2 separate regions of the Mus musculus genome follow, and region 1 is linked to region 2. Evidence: chromatin contacts called from public HiCAR-type data. All regions are on one chromosome and are shown on one strand. Each heading gives the region's core, a stretch centred on a gene start, on an enhancer-like site or on the middle of the called end of the contact. The rest is flanking DNA. Distances are from core to core; before and after follow the strand shown.

Evidence for each region. HiCAR-type assays count read pairs that join an accessible place to other places.
Region 1: a HiCAR-type map of fibro-adipogenic progenitors shows a contact between it and region 2, with 3 times the contacts expected there. The contact joins the enhancer-like site here to the promoter of Hhip in region 2. A contact is called at or near these places in 6 of 39 promoter capture datasets (the HPC-7 cell line, HPC-7-derived erythroid cells, cranial neural crest and 3 more) and 1 of 115 datasets of contacts at active chromatin or transcription factors (fibro-adipogenic progenitors).

What each region holds. Positions count from the first base shown.
Region 1 is chr8:80,252,739-80,256,755 of GRCm38.p6, reverse strand. No RefSeq gene overlaps it. Among named protein-coding and RNA genes, the nearest start is that of Gm39208, 30 kb to the left of the region's middle. Within about 2 kb of position 2,390, at least 10 of the 459 cell types and tissues checked have an H3K27ac peak or open chromatin away from gene starts, as enhancers often do. A contact at or near this core is called in fibro-adipogenic progenitors, where this site is marked.
Region 2 is chr8:80,056,442-80,060,506 of GRCm38.p6, reverse strand. It overlaps Hhip (Hedgehog-interacting protein), which reads left to right and starts at 2,499. Exons shown (of 13, transcript NM_020259.4): 1 at 2,499-3,270. The coding sequence starts at 2,992. RefSeq lists an enhancer at 4,031-4,065.

The DNA of each region.
Region 1 (4,017 bases), core at 1,141-3,640, 200 kb before region 2:
ATTTTGCAGTTCTTTCCTTCAAGGTAATCTACTATGTGTACATTAGATTGATTTTCTTTGCTTTTCCATTACCGCGCCTATAAATTTTCATCACTAACTGATATTTAAGATACTTCATTCCTTTTTACTTTTTGATAGTTAACTATAACTCACACTTAGGAAAACCATGCTTTGGTGACATGTCCTAAGAACTGTATTCTGTCTCTCTAGTAGTTTCAGGTATATCATGCAGGGTTTCCCACGTTACATGCCAGGAGAAGTTAAAGTGTTTCTTTATGACCCAGGACTTACTGAATTCCCCTACTTGTTTACATATTTAACAAGGCCAAACATTTTTCTTTAATGCTGAAGATTCTTTTCAATCTTACCTTTCCATTTATTTTTGTAATACTCTTACTGAATGTTACTTCAAAATTCTTAAGACTAACTCAAATCGGAATAATTATATGAAAAAATGAAAATACAACATTCTCTCTCTCTCTCTCTATCTCTCTCTGATTTTTGTTTAATTTTTTATTTTTTGAGAAAGAGTTTCTCTGTGAAGCCCTGGATGTCCAGGAACTCACCTCTATAGACCAGACTAGCCTTGAACTCTGCCTCCCAAGTGCTGGGATTATAGTCATGTGCCACCATTGCATGGCTCTAGTATGTTTAATCTTAGTCAATGTGATAATCTATAATGGTTACAAACTATATTTGTTAATGGAATTAACTGAAAAAAGAAAATCATCTTTAGTGCATATGTTTGTAGAATATTCAATTTCTAGAACAGTAAATAGTGAAAATCAAGAGTTCAAAGATTGTTCATATCCTGCAGTATAGAATATATTGCTTTACTATTTATATAACAATAATAAGTTAATCTAGTAGTAATTTGACATTATTCTTGAAAGTAGGTCTCTAGTTTTGGAGCTACAGGAAAGTGGATTTAGATGAGCTGAGAAACCATATAAAAGAAAAGAGATGATAATGATTTCCTAGTTTTAGCTATAAATCTATAAAGAGGTGCTTAAATAACCTTACTATGAGAAGCTAATGGTAAGAAAATTCTAAAGACTATTTATTTATGAATCTGAGTTTCCACTTTACTATAAATGCCTCTTTTTGTTACATTACCACTATTACTTACCTGAATTAAATTTAACATTTAGAAGATTCATAGTCTAAATACATTGTTTCAACTGAATAAGTAGTCTTTCATAACATAGTCTTTTTTTTTCTACACCATTCATTCTTAATGGATTTGACAGAATTCTTTTTCAAATAAATGTTAATTATTTATCTATTCATGTGTGCATGCACTTAACACATACTTATTTATTCTCTGTTATTTACTTGAAATAACTGTAGAGACAGTGCTACACAAATTTAATTATTAATACTTCATTATATATTTTCAAAATCAGTATGAACACTGGCCAAATATCTACCCAAATGTTCTGTCATATTTTTTAAAAAAACATTTTAAACTTATAGTTTGAAATTTTCATTCTTGGACACAATGCATCTCACTCTTCCTGAAACTTCCTTTCAAGTTCTTTTCAATGGTTTGAATCACTAGAATGATGCATGTTTTCTGGACAAAGCAGAATATCCAACATATACTCAGTGTTTGCGTGGTAAGCATCAAACATCTTATTTTGTTGTGATGCCATGGTGCCCTCTGGACATTTGTACTTAAACTCATATTGTGGGATATCTCACCCACAAACTATGTCATGTAGAAAGCCGTTTGAGAAACATGAGCTATTTTATTCATCTTTTGGAGATTCATAGGACTGTGAACACATAAAAAGCAGAATAAATTATAGAGTAAATGAATTCATGAAGTGTTGTAAAGTCAGCGATCCCCAGAATTTTTGCTTAACAACTTTAAGTTAGCTGCAAAACAGTTGCCATGGCTTTTACTTTTGAAGCTCACTAGTTCCTTTGGCTACTCTAGAGTCCTTTGCATCACCCTTGTCTGCCCTGCCAAATGACGCTCAGATAAGTTGTAATGCATAGGAGTGTCGCTAGCTGGCAAAGACAAATCGCTGGAGGCAGAGCAGAAATGCTCAATTTGTGTCATGTCAGATCCATCAAAGAGCTTTCCATTCCTTCATGGTGAGAAGCTAACGGAGTGACTTCAGCTGAGGAAATGGAGAAGCGGACAGGGAGGCTGAAAATTCTGACAGGCCGTCTTTGCAGCTAGTCTGCAACCTGCAGAAAATGGGTCATTTCACCACCGAGGTGTGGCTCTGGGTGGCACTTCAGAGACACTGTGGTGAGGGAACAGACCCCTCATTCATCCTGAGGAAGATAGTGTTTTTCCTCTCCTCTGATAGATTCATGCTGCCCCAGCAGTCTTTCTGGTTAGGCATGACTTCCTAAGGGATTTTCTCTGGATTCACAGAAGGTTCCCTGAGAATCCCAAGGAAAGCCTGACTCACCCACAGTTCTGTCAGGGTGGGGTTAGCATGACTTGGATGCAGCTTCTTCTTGGCTAAACTTACATGATGGTAATTTTCAGTGTAACATTAGCTGTCTTCAGGAGAAATGGAAGGCCAGGACATGGAAGAGTCAGTCCCCCGTGGACGTGCTGACGGGCAGTTGAACCTTCTCTCAGCATCTCCTCAGTGGCCCCATTAGATGACACCTCATGGAGCTTGGAAAATACCTTTTCCTTTACAACTTCCTATTTCCCTCAGCAGCCTTGCCAACCTGTTCAGTTCCCCAGAGAGCCTAATAGCTGGAACCTTCATAAAATTCACAGCGCTTCAGACAATTGGATCCCAGCCTAGAGCCGGCTTCCCAAGTTCGGATCTCAGTCTTTATTTCTGGCACAAAAAAACAACATGATTTCTTCCTTTTGATGCCATATATTATGTTCTTTATCACTTAAGACTCACGTATCATCTTGCTCTACTTCATGCCACCCCTGGAAGAGGAATGTGAAGTCTCACACAATGTCACTCATGTGCCAACACAAACACATATCTAATTTCTGTAAACACACTGAGTGATGGGGCTGTCTGCTCCAGGAGTCGCCTCAAGGAAGCCAAGAGTTTGTTTGCTATTCCCTAAAGCAAACAGTAGCCAGACGCCTGATAAAGAGACCATTACCCGAGGTTGGTCAGGGAAATGAGTTAGAGAGTCACAGGGAAAAAGAAAAGAAGCAGAGAGGGACAAATTACCAAGATGTTGGTCAAACTCTTACAGACAGTTGGTTTGCTCCATCTAATCCTTAGTGCCCTGTGGCAGAATGGCAATAGTGTTTACTACCTAGGAATACCCTAGGGTTGGTACAGACTGCCCTTTATCTTGTTCAACAATTAGTATAACTGTTACAAGAGCTATAGCTTACCAGGAGTCACTGAAATTAGAAATGTAATGTTTACAGTTTCCAGAGAAAGACTCCACAACTTTCTCCAAGACTTTTCCAAATAATCTTACACTCCCAACCGAGTAATAAAAAGACTTTTGAAAGCATCAACATGTCCCTGATTAAAAGACTGTCTTCAAAACAAGTCAATGTTTCCAAAGTTACAAAGATAGCAATTTCCAAGTTGTTATTCTTGATGAGAGTGTACCCAGTACTTTACACTTATTTAACTAATTTAAATAGTGTCCTTCTACTCTTCAAAACTCAAGCTGATCCCCTGTCATTGAATAACTGACTGGGTGACTCAGGTACCATCTGCAGACTCCCCTCTTTTACAAGTATATCCAGTTTCCTCAGCTTTATCCTTGCTGGTAAAAAGCAGGGCACTGATCCTGCAGCTTCCACCCTATGTACCAGATCACCAACCAACAAATCCGTAACGCCAATAATGACTTTTATACAGGTACATTTGTATGTAGCAGCTAAGGGGGTTCTAGGTAAGAAAGATCATACCTTGGACTATGCACTGTGCACTGCATACCTTCTGTCATAAGACAAGTACTTCATATATGGAAGAAGATAAAGATTTAAAATGTGGGCTATTATGAAAAAGTTATATACAGATAAATGGACAAATTAAGCTGGTAGGACCATGA
Region 2 (4,065 bases), core at 1,250-3,749:
TAGTTCAGACTTTTGCAGGCTCCATGATTGCTGCTTCCGTCTCTGCAAGCTTTCATGAGCCCTCCTTAGTTGATTCCTCAGGCCATACTCTCCTGGTGCCCTTAACCCTTCTGGCTCCCACAATTCCTCCTCCCCTCCTCCTCTGGGTTCCCTGGGATTCCCTGAACTCTCAAGCTGAAAAGGAAGGGAACCAAAGGAGATTTCTAACCTGGGCTTGCTTTCTGCCTGATGTTTGGTTGTGGGTCTCTGCATCTGCTCCTATCAACAGCCTGAGACAGGCTCTCTGATGACGAATGGACTAGGTACCTGTCCATGAGTATATCAGAGTAGCCTCTCCTGAAGCCCTGGGATCTTATCTGAGCACTGCCTCAAGCAGGCATAATGGTCTTTGTTTACCATCCTGACACTAAGTATGTGGATGTAGGAGCATCACTAGTTCAAGGTCATTCTTAAAGGTCAGTCTTAGATACCAAAGACTTTGTCCTAAGAAGAAAAGAAGGAAATAACTTTGTCTCCTTTAGATCATTTATAAGTGTTCTGCCCCTTGACATTTAGGATCATACCTTATAACAGAATCATAAGTTTCTAAAACCCAGTATTAATTTACGTCAAGTGGGCTTAACCTGGAAGTGTTCAGCACAGAGTCCCTGACCCAACAGTATTAACATGAATTTATCACTTAGGAGTGGAAGCTTGAACACCTGACATATTTTAGAAGGATTTTCATTCTAGGAAAAGACATTAAGATAGAATTTAGGAATTAAAAACCTTAAACCCATGTAGACGTGTTCTGGGATCTGAATTACATGGAATTATGCCAGAAGCTTGTTTTTGATAGAACTCATATCAAGAGCTTCAAAAGTGAGACTTTTCAAAGTCTTAAAATCCTTAGTGTGATGTATTTGATATCCAAAGACTTGTAGGCAGAATGAATGTTAGCCACGGAAACCAGAGTAGTTTTCCCAGTAACAGGTCCACAGTGATGCAGGGCAGTCGTGGGGGTGGGGGGGGGGGGCGGGCATTTGCTTAAGCTGGGGGCTAGGCCAAATGTCTCTGCAGGCTTTAGGTTTATTCTAACAGGACACTTCTTTTGCTTTAGAAACTCCTAACTTCACACATAAAATGTAATCCAGCATCCAGGGACGAGGCTCACCCAGCCTCTGATAGCACTTGAAACGCCATCAGTTACCAGCTTCATCCTCCACCAACTTTCACTGGGGCTTCATGAAATCTGTTTCCAAATATGGTGAACATTCCTCTATTGCCAAAATGGGAAAAACAGCCTTATCCCCTCATCAGAAGCCATCTACAAGGAAATCAGCTTCCCTATGAAGTTCCCAAATAGAAAAAAAAAAAAAAAAAAAAAGCACATTTCACATTCCGTGTGCAGCTCCTGGGAGGTTTGTCCCAATGCCACGGGGCTCCAGTAAACGTGAAATCATAGCTCTTAATAATATGGACATCTTTCTAGAAATGCTCTAAGCAGAACTTGTCCAGTTAGGGAAAAGGGAAATTTATTTGTACTTATAGAGTTATGTGGTGCTTGTATTTCTATACTTTACATAGGAGATTAAATTCTTCCTCTTCTATATTTGCACACCAGAAAGTTTGTGCCCAGGGGTGTGTGCGTAACATGTACTTTATAAATGCACACAGTACAGCCAGTTTGAGATATCTACAGGTGTCTTCCAGACGACTTAGTCTGGGTGTACAGGTGGTCCCTTTAGGCCATCTTGCATAAGCCTGGAGAAGGACTCAGATTCAGCCCTCTCTGGGATACCCAACCCTTCTAAGCACATGTGTCTCTGTGCCCACTGCAGTACCTCCAAGAACTTCAGTGAGGACCTGTGGGTGGCCCTTTGCAAAAGTCTCCAAACCACCTCAGCCTACACAGAAACTTGCAGCATCTGGGTTCTTTCTCCTCTCTTAATCTCCAGGATCACTGAAGACCAGCAGCATTTGTCTATGCCTGCCAGAGAGGGAAAGGCACCGACAAGCTCCCAGACGCCAGCTCCAGCCCACTGACTGAGTCCATCCCTCCCTGGGCTGAGGGAACCAGACCTGGTGGGCAAAGCCAGGCAAAGATTCCTCCCTTCTCACCTCTCCTTGTCCCCCTTTACTCACACCATCTGGGAGCATCAGCCCCATCTTCTTGAGTGGCAGCAACGTACTTTCCTCCCAGGCTGGGCATCAATGGCCAGGCCACCCCCACCCCGGCACCGTTGCGTTCCAGGTTCCGAGCCCCAGAGGCTGGCTCGGAGGGCTCCCTCGTCCGTGTCCCCCCCCCCCGGCCCCCCCCCCCCCCCGGCTCCTCCGTCCCCGCCCCGTCGCAGCCGGAGGCCACCCTGGGCCCCGGCGAGCGCTAGCTCCTGGGCCGCCCCCTCCTCTCTCCCCCATCCCAGGCGGGGGCGCGCGAGCGGCGGTGACGTCAAGGGGCGCGCGGTGGCAGCACCTCCCCGCGCGCTAGTTAAAAAGAAGAAGAAAAGAGGGAGCGAAACATGAGAGGCTGTGTGAGAAGCTGCAGCCGCCGGCAGAGGAGACCTCAGCATCCTCGGGAGCCCAGCGCCAACCCTGCCTCCGCCCGGCCCGCTGCCACCACCGCCGCCCTTTCGGTTCCTGCTACTGTCTCACCTAAACAACTCCCATTCAGCGGACAAGCGAAGTTCTATGACTCTCTTCTCCTCTCCTTCCTCCTCTTCTTCCAACTCCTTCTCCTCCCACTTCCCAACCGCTGTGGAAAGCCCCTAACCCAACAGACGCTGGCAAGGCTGCGGACAAGTGTCATCTGCACTTTATCTTGCTGCTCCTACTGCCCTAAGGCAAAGTTGCATAGCTCTACATCTTTCTTTCCCAGCCACCTCCCTCTGCCCCCAAGAGCGTCCCGCCGCCCCGCAGCACTCTCCTGGAGCTGCGCCCTAGTGCCCCTGCTGGGCAGTGGCCTTTCCCCCACCCCATCCTCCCGCGTCCTGCCCTTGCTGCTCCGGGCAGACGATGCTGAAGATGCTCTCGTTTAAGCTGCTACTGCTGGCCGTGGCTCTGGGCTTCTTTGAAGGAGATGCGAAGTTTGGGGAAAGGAACGAGGGGAGCGGAGCGAGAAGGAGACGGTGCCTGAATGGGAACCCCCCAAAGCGCCTAAAGAGAAGGGACAGGCGGGTGATGTCCCAGCTGGAGCTGCTCAGTGGAGGAGAGATCCTGTGTGGTGGCTTCTACCCACGAGTATCTTGCTGCCTGCAGAGTGACAGCCCTGGATTGGGGCGTCTGGAGAACAAGGTAGGCAGTCCCCTGCCTCGTACGTGTAGCTTGCTGAGATGCTGATAACTGCAAGAGAGTCCAAACCTAAGTAGTTGTGATAACTTTTCTAAGGTGATTAAGTGTTTTGGGTGTGTGTTCTCAGCAGTGTGCAGATAGATAGCTCTTCCTGCTCTGGAGTCGGTTGTGGGGATGCTGGTCAAACTTGCCTATCTATAGAGAGAGACTTTTTGTGGTACCCGCGTCCTGGTCTGAGCAAATATTTCAAAAGAATCGAGATTAGCTGTATTTTGGATCAAATGGAGCACTTGGTGAGGTGAAACTGTAAATTAGGGTGGCTGTGGTTTCCGGTTTACTTTTCTGGGGGCAAAAAAGATTTGTTCAGTTTTCTCCACGTGCTCTAACTAGCGAGCAGATTGAATTATAAAGGCTCTCCGGGCACTGTTGGTTTATGATCCTAAACCCAATCTGAAGGGTCTAGCGTGCATGACAATGTGTTAAGTCAGGAGAAGGGAACTCCTGGTACTGAAGAACTTGGGAGATTTTGCTGGACCTTCTTACTCGGTGGTTTGTCCTTCTTGTATCGTGGATCCAGGTTTTCACTGGTACTCCGTAGTCTAGGAGGATCTTGTCTGGAAACTTATATTTCTGAGTGATGACATATGAACTTCCCATGCATGATTAGCTTATCCAAGAAGTATCTGCCCCGAGTGCAAGAGGTCACTGGTCTTGATTCTGCATCAGATTTATTTTTACATGGGATGCTGTGCTGTGTGCTGTCTGTGGGATCCTGTCATTAACAATCACTGCACGGGG